Regions from separate parts of the Zea mays genome. Here region 2 is linked to region 1. A link is a contact called in public Hi-C data. All regions are on one chromosome and are shown on one strand. The core of a region is the stretch at or near the end of the contact, and the rest is flanking DNA. Distances in the headings are between cores, read along the strand shown.

Region 1 (6,017 bases), core at 2,468-4,967:
TATGATGACATCTGCAATACCTATTTTGATGATGTCCTTTTTTGTCGTTCTTTTGGTCGCTGCAGGTATATGCCCCCCTGCCGGATTGGTCGTCCTTTGAGGCCGAGTAGTCCAGCAATCTTGTTGGGCCTGTACTTGTTGATCGGATTGGGCGGCGCTCAATCAGTCTTGTACTGGAGGTGCCAACCTATTGAATATAGATGTTTGGGGTGCCCCCCAAGTGGGGCACTGTGGCATCCCAAATGGATATGGTGGCATACCCCACATTTGATTTGGTGGAGGTATGTACGTGTATGGATATGTCATAGGTGGATATGAGGATGGTGGTGTCCATGCAGGTATGTTAGGTCTTAATTGGACAATATGACCTTCCATTTCTTCTGAATGGTGAGGTGGTCCAATCGGTCTTACCTGACGTTGCTCACGAACGGGTGAGCGAGGTTGCTTCGCTGGCCGGTCACTGGGCCGGCCTTCTTTTTCACATATTTGGATAATAATTGATCAAAAGTCGGACCGGATTTGACCAGCCGACCAGCTGCTTTAAATGTATTTGTTTTCCACGTACCTATCTCTGGTCGTCGCGGTTTGAACGTACGTGGTCGTTGCGGGCCCTGAATGTAGCCGGAGTGTCCGCTGGAATTCTTCTGACCGTCCGGAGAAGCTTTGGACTGTCCGTGCCTCGATGTCAGACTGTTCGTGATGTGCAGCACAGGTTCCCGCGCCTGTCCCCAAGTCCGTGCTTGCCCCTCAGTGCCAGCGGTTGTGATGGTCACTTTCAGGGTTTCTCCTCCATCAGGAGTTTTTTCAGCCACCACTTTCCTGCAAGAAACTTTATTACTTGCATCGGCCTCCCGTGCGTTGCCGATGATGGTTTCTTTGTCTTTTCCTTATTGGTCGCGCTGGGCCGAATTAGGACCTTTTTGCCCTCGAAGTCGATCATGTTCATTGGAAAGGACTCCGTGTCTACCTGCATTTCCTAAAATTTTAATCGTCCTTCGTTAATGGCCGATTGAATCTGTCGATGGAATACATTACAATCATTAGTGGCATGAGAAAATGAGTTATGCCACTTGCAGTATGCACGACGTTTCAGTTCGTCGGCGGATGGAACATTATGATTTATTTTAATGTTGCTATTTTTAAGTAATTCATCGAATATCTTGTCACATTTGCCAACATTAAATGTAAATTTAACCTCCTCTTGCCGTTTCTTTTGAACCGACTGTAAGGAGGAACAAGCCGAGGATTTGGCCAAACCATTTCAGCAGCATACACTTCCGTTGATTCGTCGTCCGAGCTATTTTGGTCGCATTCTACTATATGGACATTATGACGAATATTTTTGGTAGCTTCTTTGCTTCAGCTTTCACAGGCCAAAGCTCTTTGGTGTAATTGTGCTAGTGTGAAAAATTGGATGCCCTCTAATCTTTTTTTTAAATAATATCGCAACCAATTAAAGGCTAATCCTGCTATTTGTTTTTCTGATAAATGAATTTGGAAGCATCAGTTTCTTGTATCCTGGAACCTCTGGATGTATTCATTAACCGATTCATCCTTCACTTGCCGCAGGGCCACTAGGTCTACCAAATCTAACTCATAGTCACCGGAGAAAAAGTGGTCATGAAATTTTTGTTCTGAATCCCCCCATGATGAAATAGAATTAGGAGGCAGTGTGGCGTACCATGCGAATGTCGTTCCTGTCAAGGATAACGAAAATAAACGTACGCGGAATGCTTCTGTGTCGGCCAATTCTCCTAATTGTGCTAGAAACTGGCCAATATGCTCACGTGTGCTTTTTCCTTGATCACCCAAAAATTTTGCGAATTCGGGTATCCTGGTTCCCTGTGGGTATGGGTGATGATCAAATCGGCTGTCATAAGGTTTCCGATATGATTGCCCCTAGGGACCATGCTTACTCCGAGCTTATCTCGGAACGCCCCGGCTATTTCTTCCCTTACTATATCAATGGCAGCCAGTGCGAGACCACCGGCTCTCTGGTCAACCATAGGTGGGATTGACTGGATATTAGCATGTTGTCTTCCCCCATTGGTTTGAGTTATATGGTGCATTACTATTTGCCTATATGGTTCATAGGATTGACTGTTCCTTTCCGGCCTTCTAGGCGGGGCCGGAAAGTATTCGTTCCCATGGGCCGGAGGATCCGTGTCAATGGGCTGGTGCATTGTGTAGTGTGAGGGAAGGTGTTGCTGGGACGGATGAGGATTCAAGTAGCAATCCTCCTCAAAAAACTCTGCTCCAGACCGTCCGGTTGGATATGCGGACCGTCCGACGGTATGCGTGGACTGTCCGGGTATGTGCCCGGACCGTCCGTGATTGTACGCGGACCGTCCGTCACTATATGCAGACGGTCTGACTGGGTAATTTAGATTCTGCGTAGTACGTTGTGGCTCGGGCGCATGTCTGGGTAATTCATTAAAAATGGGCCCGACCGTTGCTGGCCCGGACGGTCTGCGCTCACGTGCGGACGGTCCGGTCTTGTGCAGATCAGCTAATTTATTGTCGATGTGCGTAGGAGGATGGGGTTGCCCAGGGCATGTGTTTATCGGCATCCCATACAGGGTTTGTAACTGGTCGTGACAACTTGTAGCTGATGAATTACACGTGTTTTCCCCAAATTCAACCTCGTGCGATGGAAAATTTGCAATAGTAGATTTATCAAACACACGTACTAGCCTCCTATAATCATTTTGCATACCCCCTATAATATTTTGCATTTGTTTTTACTGTTCATCTACATAATTTTTAAGAGATTGTAGCTCGTTTGTGTTGCTTACCTCAGGGGTAGTCGTAGTAGGTCGAAGCGAAGCCAGATCCGTCGCCCGTTGCCAAACGACCTTGTTGTTCCTGTCCACTTTGAAGTTGGCCAGGAACTTCGCCTTTGCCTCTTGGATCAGCTGCTCCTTGTGCTCCTCGAACTGGAGCTGTTCGTCAGCCGGCAAGGTTTCCCAAGTCGGCTCTATGATATTGCTGGGGAGACTTCAGAGTTATACCTTGAACCGACCATTGAGGACCGATTTGATAGGTCTATATGTGTTGTCCCCAGCGGAGTCGCCAAAAAGTGTGTTGGTGCCTTTTTGGAGCGCCAATCACTAAACAAGAACCGACAGCGGTGCTCTCTGCACAGGGGCGGACGGTCCGCGGCCAGGGGCCGGACGGTCCGCGGCCTAGTGTAGGGCTTAGGTTTTCCTGCCTGACGGCCGGACGATCCGTGCCCTGGGGCCGGACGGTCCGCGCGTGCACAGGGGGCGGCGAAGGTTGCCGGCGGCGCCTGGATCTCGCTCTCGGGAGGGACCCTGTCGGGGAGGAGAGATCCTATGTGATGTTTAGGCTCGAGCAGACCGACTTAGACTCCTTTAATCGACGTAAAGCCGAAGAGAAGCGGAGAATTTGGGGATTGAGATGCTAAACTAGAACTAGACTAAAACTACTCGTAATTGTACAGAAAATAAATGCGAGATAAAAGTGTTATTGATTCGATTGATGATTACAAATCGGCCGTATTACTCTGCTTTTATAAAGGAGGAGGGCTGGACCCGTTACAAACAAACTCCTCAAGTTAATTTCGTGAATTTCGTCAACAAACACAGTAAGAAACTCAGAAACCTGTTCTACGCGCATGGACCGTCCAGCCCCAATGACAGACCGTCTGTACCGCGGAGCGTCCGGGCCCAGTGACAGACCGTCCGGCCGCCTATTCTGCGGCTCAACAGCCGCGCTCCGATCGCTGCCGCGACGTGCGTGTGGTCCGCTGTCAAAAGGGACCCTCCCTACTCAAGTGCCAACAGGTTTCACGGCGCTCGCTTGCCTAACAGCCCTTCCCTCCCTCAAACGCTGTCGGGAGCCTCATCCCCACTACCTCATGCATTCCAACCAAACAATCGCCACCACTGAGCCGTTCCAGCTATTCAGGAAGGAACACATCTGATATATAGTGCCATTTTTTCCTTTACTTTGTCGCCACACCTATTTTTTATACTTCTGTAGTTCTGTTGATGTATTTGATACTCTAGAAAAGAGCTCGTATCTTCGCTCCAAAACTTGAAGAAAGTCTATCTAGGTTTATCCAAACTCTGATTTTTTACCTTTAAATCTATAAAAGATAAAAATATATTATCTCATACAACAAAAGTTACTTATTACGAAAAGTAATTTAGTAATGTCAAATTTGTGTTGTAAATCCATATAAAATATTATATACATGTGTTGATTTGGTTCCTGTTGGTCAGCTGGACTCTAGGGATTCTTTTGGGCTGGAGGGGGAGCTGCCCCCGAGTGGGTCTTTAAATGATTGTTTGAATGAATGTCTGGCGCCATTTTCTGTCCAGGGGATTGGTCTGGGCGTGTGTGTTGGTCCAATATCTGTGCAACCTGTTCTGGGAATATTGTTTCGGGGGCTTTTTCTGTCAGGTTGGATGACGCTTCTCAGTTGGCTAATCCTGATGAGCGCTATGTATATGCAGAGGAACCACTGAACAGACTGTCTCTGGGATTAATCCTTCGGGTGCGGATGGAGAGCTAAGCCTCCTGTTTTCAAAGTGTACTCCAGGAGGAGGAGGATCCATGTGCACCCAGATCAGGTGGATAATTCTATGCTATCAGCTTCGCTGCAAGAGTTCAAGAATTGTGTCACTAAAGCCATTGATGAGTTGCTGGTTTGCTGCCCGCTCCTCGGTCTACCAAACACAGGAAGAGGAGAACATTGCCGAGTAATTTTCAACCTAGAAGAAGCAGGAGAGTGGCTAATGCTGTGTTTGGATCCACCCTAGTTTCCTAAAAACTGGTTTCTACAAACTGGCTTTAAAAAAAAACTAGGAAAAAGTGTTTGGATCCACCTAGTTTCTTAGAAACTAGTTTTAGCTAGTGGAGTGCAGCTTCTTGTTTTTTAAGAAACTGAGAAACCGGTTTTTAGAAACTGAATTAAAAAATTGGCTTGTTGTGTCTAGTTTAAAAACCATTTTCTAAGAAACTAGGTGGATCCAAATAGAGCCTAAGTTTCCTCCAGAGCTAGGATCCAGCGCTGCTGCCCAGGTTTGCAGACATTTGGGGTTCTGTTATGATAATGAGAACATCTTCAAGGATGCCAGTAATTTTGTAAAGCTTTTTGTTACTGGACTCTCAAGTGATCACATTGCTACACTGGCGGTGTTGTTTGGCTGGGAGGTGCCTCAAGAGGGCATGACTAGGCCATTGTGTTGTATGGTCTTTTGGTAATCTTTTCTATGTCCATGGATGTCGACTGCTTTCTTATTTGGAATGTAAGAGGCTTTAACAGGCGTGCTAAGAGAGATTTTGTTAAATCTCTGGTTGTTGACATTAGGCCTTCCATTGTTTGCCTACAAGAAACCAAATTATGCTCCATTTCGGAATTTGATATTCTTTCTTTTCTTGGATCTGGGTTTAGTAACTTTGCTTTCAGCCTAGCTCAAGGAACCAGGGGAGGTGTGTGTGTTGATAGCTTGGCGCGATGGTTTCTTTGTATCTGTTGCATCTGTTATCAAGAATTATTCTCTTTCAATTCAATTTCAAGAGGAGTCCGGTGTTCCTTGGTGGTTCACAGGTGTGTATGGGCCTCATTAGGTCAGTCTCAAGTTTTATTTCCTTTAGGAATTACGTGAGGTCAAGGATGAGTTTGATGGGTTGTGGATCATATGTGGTCAATTTAATCTGATATATAGGTTAGAGGATAAGAACAATTCCAATAGTAGCAGGACTCTATTGGAAAATTTTAGAAGCCTAATCAATTCCTTGGACCTAATGGAAATCTCGTTGCTTGGAAGGAAATTCACCTAGTCGAATCAGACGGAGGATCCCACCCTTGTCAAGCTTGATCATATGTTCTGCACAACTAGTTGGGAGGATTCTTTTCTAGATCCCACCTCCTAGAACCAACCTGTCAGGTACCATAATTAGGGTATCCAGGGTACATCCCTATGGGCTGATTTGGTGACCAGGTATCACGAGAGGATCTATGGGGAAGGAATCCTCATGTTATTCAA
Region 2 (6,179 bases), core at 846-3,345, 180 kb before region 1:
GGTTACAATAATTATTTGTTCGTCTATTCTTTTAGTCACCCCTCCCGAACATTTTCTCTATCCATTTCTTGCTTTCTCCTACCTCTTTATCAGCATTGTACGGTCAATAAACTATATTGGGCGTGTTTGGTTCGGCTTTTTTCTGAATAGCTTTTCTGAAAAGCTGACTGTGGGGAAAAGCTGGTTGTTGGGAAAAGCTGGTGGTTAGAATTTAGGTGTTTGGTTCGCCAGCTGTGCAGAAAAGCTGTTCGTTAGAATCTAGGTGTTTGGATACACAGATTCTCAGATTGCAGATTCTGTTTGAATAAACTATACACAATGACACCGAAGCAACAAAAGGTCATTACATATAATTAGTGGAGTTCATTACAACATAACTACCGTTACATTTATATATTTAACTACGGCAGTAAAGCATTAGAAATTACATCTCGAAATACACTCATGTTTAACTCATTACATATAATTATCTTGCATTAGCTTTGTTGTACTCCTCCATAATTGAACCGATAAGTATTCAACTGCTTGAACTCATTCAGCATGGTCTCCAGAGGCCTGTCACTGATGAGTTCAATGTTCTGCCAGCCAATGATGCGCCCCATGGCAGCCCCATTTGGTTCTGTCCGAAGCTTTGCATAACGAGGAGTAACGTTGATAATTTTTTCAGCATCCAATGACACCTAAACATCATGGCAATGCAACAGTAATTAGCCACAATTTTAAGGGGGCAAAATAACCTACTGGGGTTGAAGTGATGACTGTTAGGGTGTCCTCCACGTTATCAGGAGCTAGGACAAAAGGATGGAGGGAAGAGTGATCAGGAGTTAGAGACAAAAGGATGTAGGGCACCTTCTACTCAGGATGTCAACCAATTGACTAATCTTGCCCTTAATCAAGGACAAAAAGGTATGGTGTTTTATCTGTTTGTATATTAATCTTACTCAAGAAAAGATAAGTGCATTATCTGTAGTTGTTAGAACTTGGATTACTAAGTGTGATGCAGTTTATATCCAGAATTCTCTTCATTAGTCTGTTATTTCTATCAACGACAACTGAAAGTCTAGTGCAGAGTGGGACCAACAAAATTAAAGTTATTACTGAGAAGGTCCAGTGCAGTATTGCAGACTCTTTTTTGTGCAACTAGTGAGAATACAAACGCTCATATGAAAAACTGGGCTATCCAACTCTATGAGCAGATCAACAAATTATCTGAAGTTCTGAACAATGTAATTTGCCAATAATGTAGAAAATGGTCAAACAGTCGGTTGCCAGTTCTTACTTGGGTACCACATAGGATCTGTCCCGGAACCAATGAAAGTAACGTGAACAACACGTCCATGGTTCGAAGATCTGATTTCATTAACCAAACACATACCGCAACAGCCGATTGCTGGACATCAGCATAAGAGCTACAAGTTCTCAACGACCTGAAATCGGTCCCCCACGGCCCCACTGCATCTGCAGCCCGTTCACGCGCACGGAGAGGTCCGGCTCGCCGGCGGAGGCCGTGGCGCGGACGTACGTCGCGCGCTGCCGCCCGGGGAGCACCCGGCGTCGCTGCAGCTTTGAGGCGGCCGACGGGCTCCTCTGTTTTGGTAAGAATCTGAGGGAGTATCACGGATGAGGAGATCGCGGCGGTGTTCGTCCGTACCTGCGAAGCCGCCGGTGTGGGGAGGAGAGGGAGCGACGGCGGCGCAGTGGGTGCGCGAGAACCCTAGCGACGGAACCGAAGCGTTCGCAAGAAGCCAACTGATGGCCGCTTCTCGGGCACCGTAGGCGGCTCGCTTCTATTCGAAGCGCTGCGAGGAAAAGCCGCCCGAGAAGCTGGCCGTTTGGTTACAGCTTCAGCTTCTGGCGGCCAGAAGCCGTCCAGAAGCCGAACCAAACAGGGACATTGTCTCCTTGCTAAAATCCAATAGCCCTCAGTCATTCTATTTTCTTAGAGTAAGCAACAGGATGTCTATCATGATTGCACTGCAGCAGGCTTTTCCACATGTCTCCATCTGAATCTCGTGCACCTTGTCGTGGTCAACGTCGGCACCTCCGCTACCACGCCACACGTGACTTGACCATCGGACACGACACAACATCGTGATTCTCTCCCACTTGGCTCTACCCACATCGCGACATCGGGAGGATGACTTGCCTCAGATTTTAGCGCCATCACCAGCCTGTTCGCTAAACGAAAGCCAAGCACGCATGTGAATCGTACCTATCGGGACACGTGCTTGCACAAGCTCGCCTCACCATCGTGAACACCATAGCTACTCCTACCATGACTAGAGATGACAATGGGTATCCGCTACCCGAAATCCGGTGGATTTTTGCTCTATTAGGGTATGGGTTTAGGTCAATTTCTCTACTCATGGGTTTATTAATGGGTTCAAATAGAAACCCAACGGGTACGTGGGCATGGATTTGTTCTTCCACTACCCATACCCGCAAACCCATGGATTTTTAAAACCTGCCTTAAAATCAACATTCTTTGTAAATATGTCTCATAATATTATTAATTGAATATGTTCTAATTGAAATAAACTTTATGTAACAAATTTTAGGCTAAATTAGTTATCACTTGTTCCTTTTATGCTAGCTTATTAATGTATTGATTGTCATTTACATGATGAATTATTTTTTATGTTGATGTTAGTGGGTATGGGAAACCCGTTGGGTACCCGAAACCTGCATGGGTATGGGTTTGGGCAAAATTTTATACCCGTCATGAGTATGGATTTTTTAGCGGGCGTATTTTTTCTTCGCGTGTATGGGTTTGAGCAAGTAATACCCAGCGGGTTTTTACCCATTACCATCTGTAACCATGACAGCCTATAAAAGAAACCTCGGACAACATCATGACACCATGCACTTCCTCGAGCTCGAGCTGCTATTGCCTTCCGTCGATCTGCTGCTCAGCACCCCTGAGGCAAGCTGAGCCTTAGGTAAGTCGTAAGCACCTCCTTCACCTCTGGAGTATCCTCCACCAGTCCCATCATTATTTACCTTGATGTTTCAAGCCGTCGTCGAGCCCATCTTCCAATGGTTGCACCTTTCACCTTGATAGCTCTCCCGTCGACCAATCCCCCAAAAGCTCACCCCGACCGGACAAGCCTCGGGTTAGATACACCTTTTCTTTTCTTCCTAGCAGCCCTCACACCTCTCTCATGTTTGTATTTGAGTTTTCAATGACCTATGCGAGGGAACAGAGGCGAGGAAGAAGACCTTCCATGAGCGTGTATTCTATCCCTTGTATTATGTCTCTTAGATGTTGACTGGTCACAACCCTCTTGTAAGCCCCACCGTAAGCCAAAGGCCAGGTATGGAGCTCAAACTACAACCCACCCACATCTCATGCAAGCAAGCTAAGCCATTGACCCAAGTCTTTTCTTTCTTTATTTATTTTCATAATTAGTTTAATCACAAAATGTAACACTTATAATTTCTACATACTAACTCTAATTAATTTGATTCCGTCACCATTTTTAAGAAAATCAAACTCTACATATTGTAAGTTTTCTAAAATTAAACTCTACATATAGATTACTAAAAATATACAACACTATGTGATAGGTTAATTGTGCGTGTGCTCGTTGGCGACTGTTGGAATAGAGCTGATTCTAGAGGAGACCAGCCAGAGCTCGCCGACCAGGAGCCCGACGTCGAGGAGGAGTACGCAAGTGAAGGCAAGTCTCATCGACTTCTTACTTTAATAATGATCGATCACAAGTGAGGTTGATTAATAAAAATAGTTAGACACAGGCTGGATGGAATATTGCACCTTAAGTAGAGTGGATGAGTGAAACCCTGCTTCTTGCCATGATTGCATATCAATGTCCCTGCATGTAGGGTAGGATATCAAGCCAACTCGACTAAGTTCGGCTCGTTAAGCTAAGGAGCCACAGAGTCAACTCGGCTGGGCTCGTTAGCTCACGAACCAGAGCAGATAAAAAAATCAATATGTATATAATAATCGATTTCTAGTTAATTTCAAACCAATTTAACAATAGAAAATAGTATTTATACTAATAATTTCATAGATGAAAGGATCACAATGCCCAAGAGGGGGGTGAATTGGGCTTTTCTAAAAATCAACAATAATTAAACCCTAAGCAGGAGTCCAACTTCACCCAACTTCTAGCAATAAGAGAATACTACTAGAAAGACAACAATACTAAGACATTACTTCAACTACTTGCTAAACAATTAAACAAGGTAAGTTGCTTGAATTAAATGCATAATGTAAAAGCAAGGTTGAGAAGACTCCTCTAATTTTTTGCCGAGGTATCGAAGAGTCGGTACTCTTCCCTAGTCCTCGTTGGAGCACCCGTGCAAGGGTATCGCTCAACCTTGGTCCTCGCAAGAACTAAGTGCTCACTATGAGGTGATCCTTTGCCACTCCGGCGCGGTGAATCCCTCACGATGGCTTACAATCTTAAGCCGAGTCACTAACAAATCCTCTGAGGTGATCACCGTGCTCCAAACGCCACTAAGTCGTCTAGGTGATGCCGATCACCAAGAGTAACAAGCCATAGACTTTCACCTGACCAAGAGAAGCCTAATGCATGTGGTGTGTGCTCTAGGTGGCACTCACTTAGAGATGGCAATGGGTACCCACGACCCGATACCCGATGGGTATTTACTCTATTAGGGTATGTATGTGGGCTAAATATTCTACCCGTGGGTCTGTTATTGGGCAAAAATCTTCACCCAATGGGTAAACGGGTATTAGAATGTTCCTCCTTCACCCATACTCGTTAACCCGTGGGTATAAAATACCCAATATAAACTTAGCCCAAGCATGAACTTGGACTTTAGTCACCCATCCTTTTTACTATTTAACACGACAATTTAATGGCCATGTAATGGAACATATAATGTGCTATGTAGTACTATCCTAGTGTTACTACTTTATCCAATTATCTTTGGTGTGTTGAATGGATGGTTAAATGATGCTAGAAATTTTGTAATGGTATTTAGATGGATATACTTGACATTTGTATAATATAATATTTTGATAAATGTTTAATTTTTGTGGGTATGGGTGACCCGATGGGTAACCCATACCCACATGGGTATGGGGGTAAATTCATACCGGCCAATGTATATGGGTGATCCGATGGGGTTATTTTTGTGTCGTGGGTATGGGTATGGGGTAGTAATACCCGGTGGGTATTTATCCATTGCCATCTCTACTCTCACTTGCACTAATGAGGTCCTAACACGAGATTAAGATTTTCTAATCACCTCACTATGCTTTGTGGTGCTTGCAATGTTCTAGCAATGTATGGTCATCAATGTGGGCAGCAAGACACTCAATATGGTAGGTGGAGGGGGTATAAATAGCCCCACCGACCAAACTAGCCGTTACCAGACTCTTCTGCGCATGGGCGCACCAGACAGTCTGGTGCGCCACCGGTGCGCCAACGGTCATCTCCAACGGCTAGTTCTGATAGCTAGTCGTTGGGCTGATGGCGTACCGGACAGTGAACAGTACATGTATGGTGCACACCGGACAGTCCGATGTGGTGGCTAAAATTCCTTTTCCCAACTCGTTGCTCTCAGGTTTTTCTCGAGGGAGAGGCTCTGCCCCCGGGCCTGACTGGCCCCACTGTCAAGGGGCGCACCGGACAGTCCGTTGCCCCTAAGACAGAAACCCTAACTTTTTTTCCTTCTGTTTTTCGAATCCGTTTTCATTCTAACTCATGAGTGTGTTATTTAGTGACACCTAGCACTAGATGTGAGTGTGAATATGCACCAACACTAAACTAGAATTCTCTTGGTCAAACTACTCATCCACAACCCCTCTTTATAGTACGACTAAAATAAAATAGAAGACGTTATTCTATACCGAGTGTCCGCAACTCCTTCGACACTCGGAATACGAAGACCTTCATCTTTTGATTCGTCGTTTTAGCCATCGCTTCAAATTCTCATCTCAGGGATTGTTTTCACCGTTGTAGTACAATTTCCTGTAATGCGACCGAACTTACCATTTCCTCTACAAAACACACGTTAGTTACATATAATATTACGTTGTCATTAATCACTAAAACCAACCAGGGGCCTAGATGCTTTCAATAGACTACATCAATGTAACACCAAATTGACACAACTCATCAATTCACAATTCATACACATGTTCATCAGTTTAACCTATAGTTATATTCGCACAGACCGATTTA

What was found. A called contact is a pair of places that touch in the nucleus more often than the background predicts.
Region 2: a contact with region 1 is called in a Hi-C map of ear, with 1.6 times the contacts expected there. The contact joins two enhancer-like sites. A contact is called at or near these places in 2 of 25 Hi-C or Micro-C datasets (ear and tassel).

The regions. Positions count from the first base shown.
Region 1 is chr1:108,739,236-108,745,252 of Zm-B73-REFERENCE-NAM-5.0, reverse strand. No RefSeq gene overlaps it. Among protein-coding and RNA genes, the nearest start is that of LOC103650819, 53 kb to the left of the region's middle. Within about 2 kb of position 3,717, at least 10 of the 20 cell types and tissues checked have an H3K27ac peak or open chromatin away from gene starts, as enhancers often do. A contact at or near this core is called in ear, where this site is marked.
Region 2 is chr1:108,912,812-108,918,990 of Zm-B73-REFERENCE-NAM-5.0, reverse strand. No RefSeq gene overlaps it. Among protein-coding and RNA genes, the nearest start is that of LOC100272722, 10 kb to the left of the region's middle. Within about 2 kb of position 2,095, at least 14 of the 20 cell types and tissues checked have an H3K27ac peak or open chromatin away from gene starts, as enhancers often do. A contact at or near this core is called in ear, where this site is marked.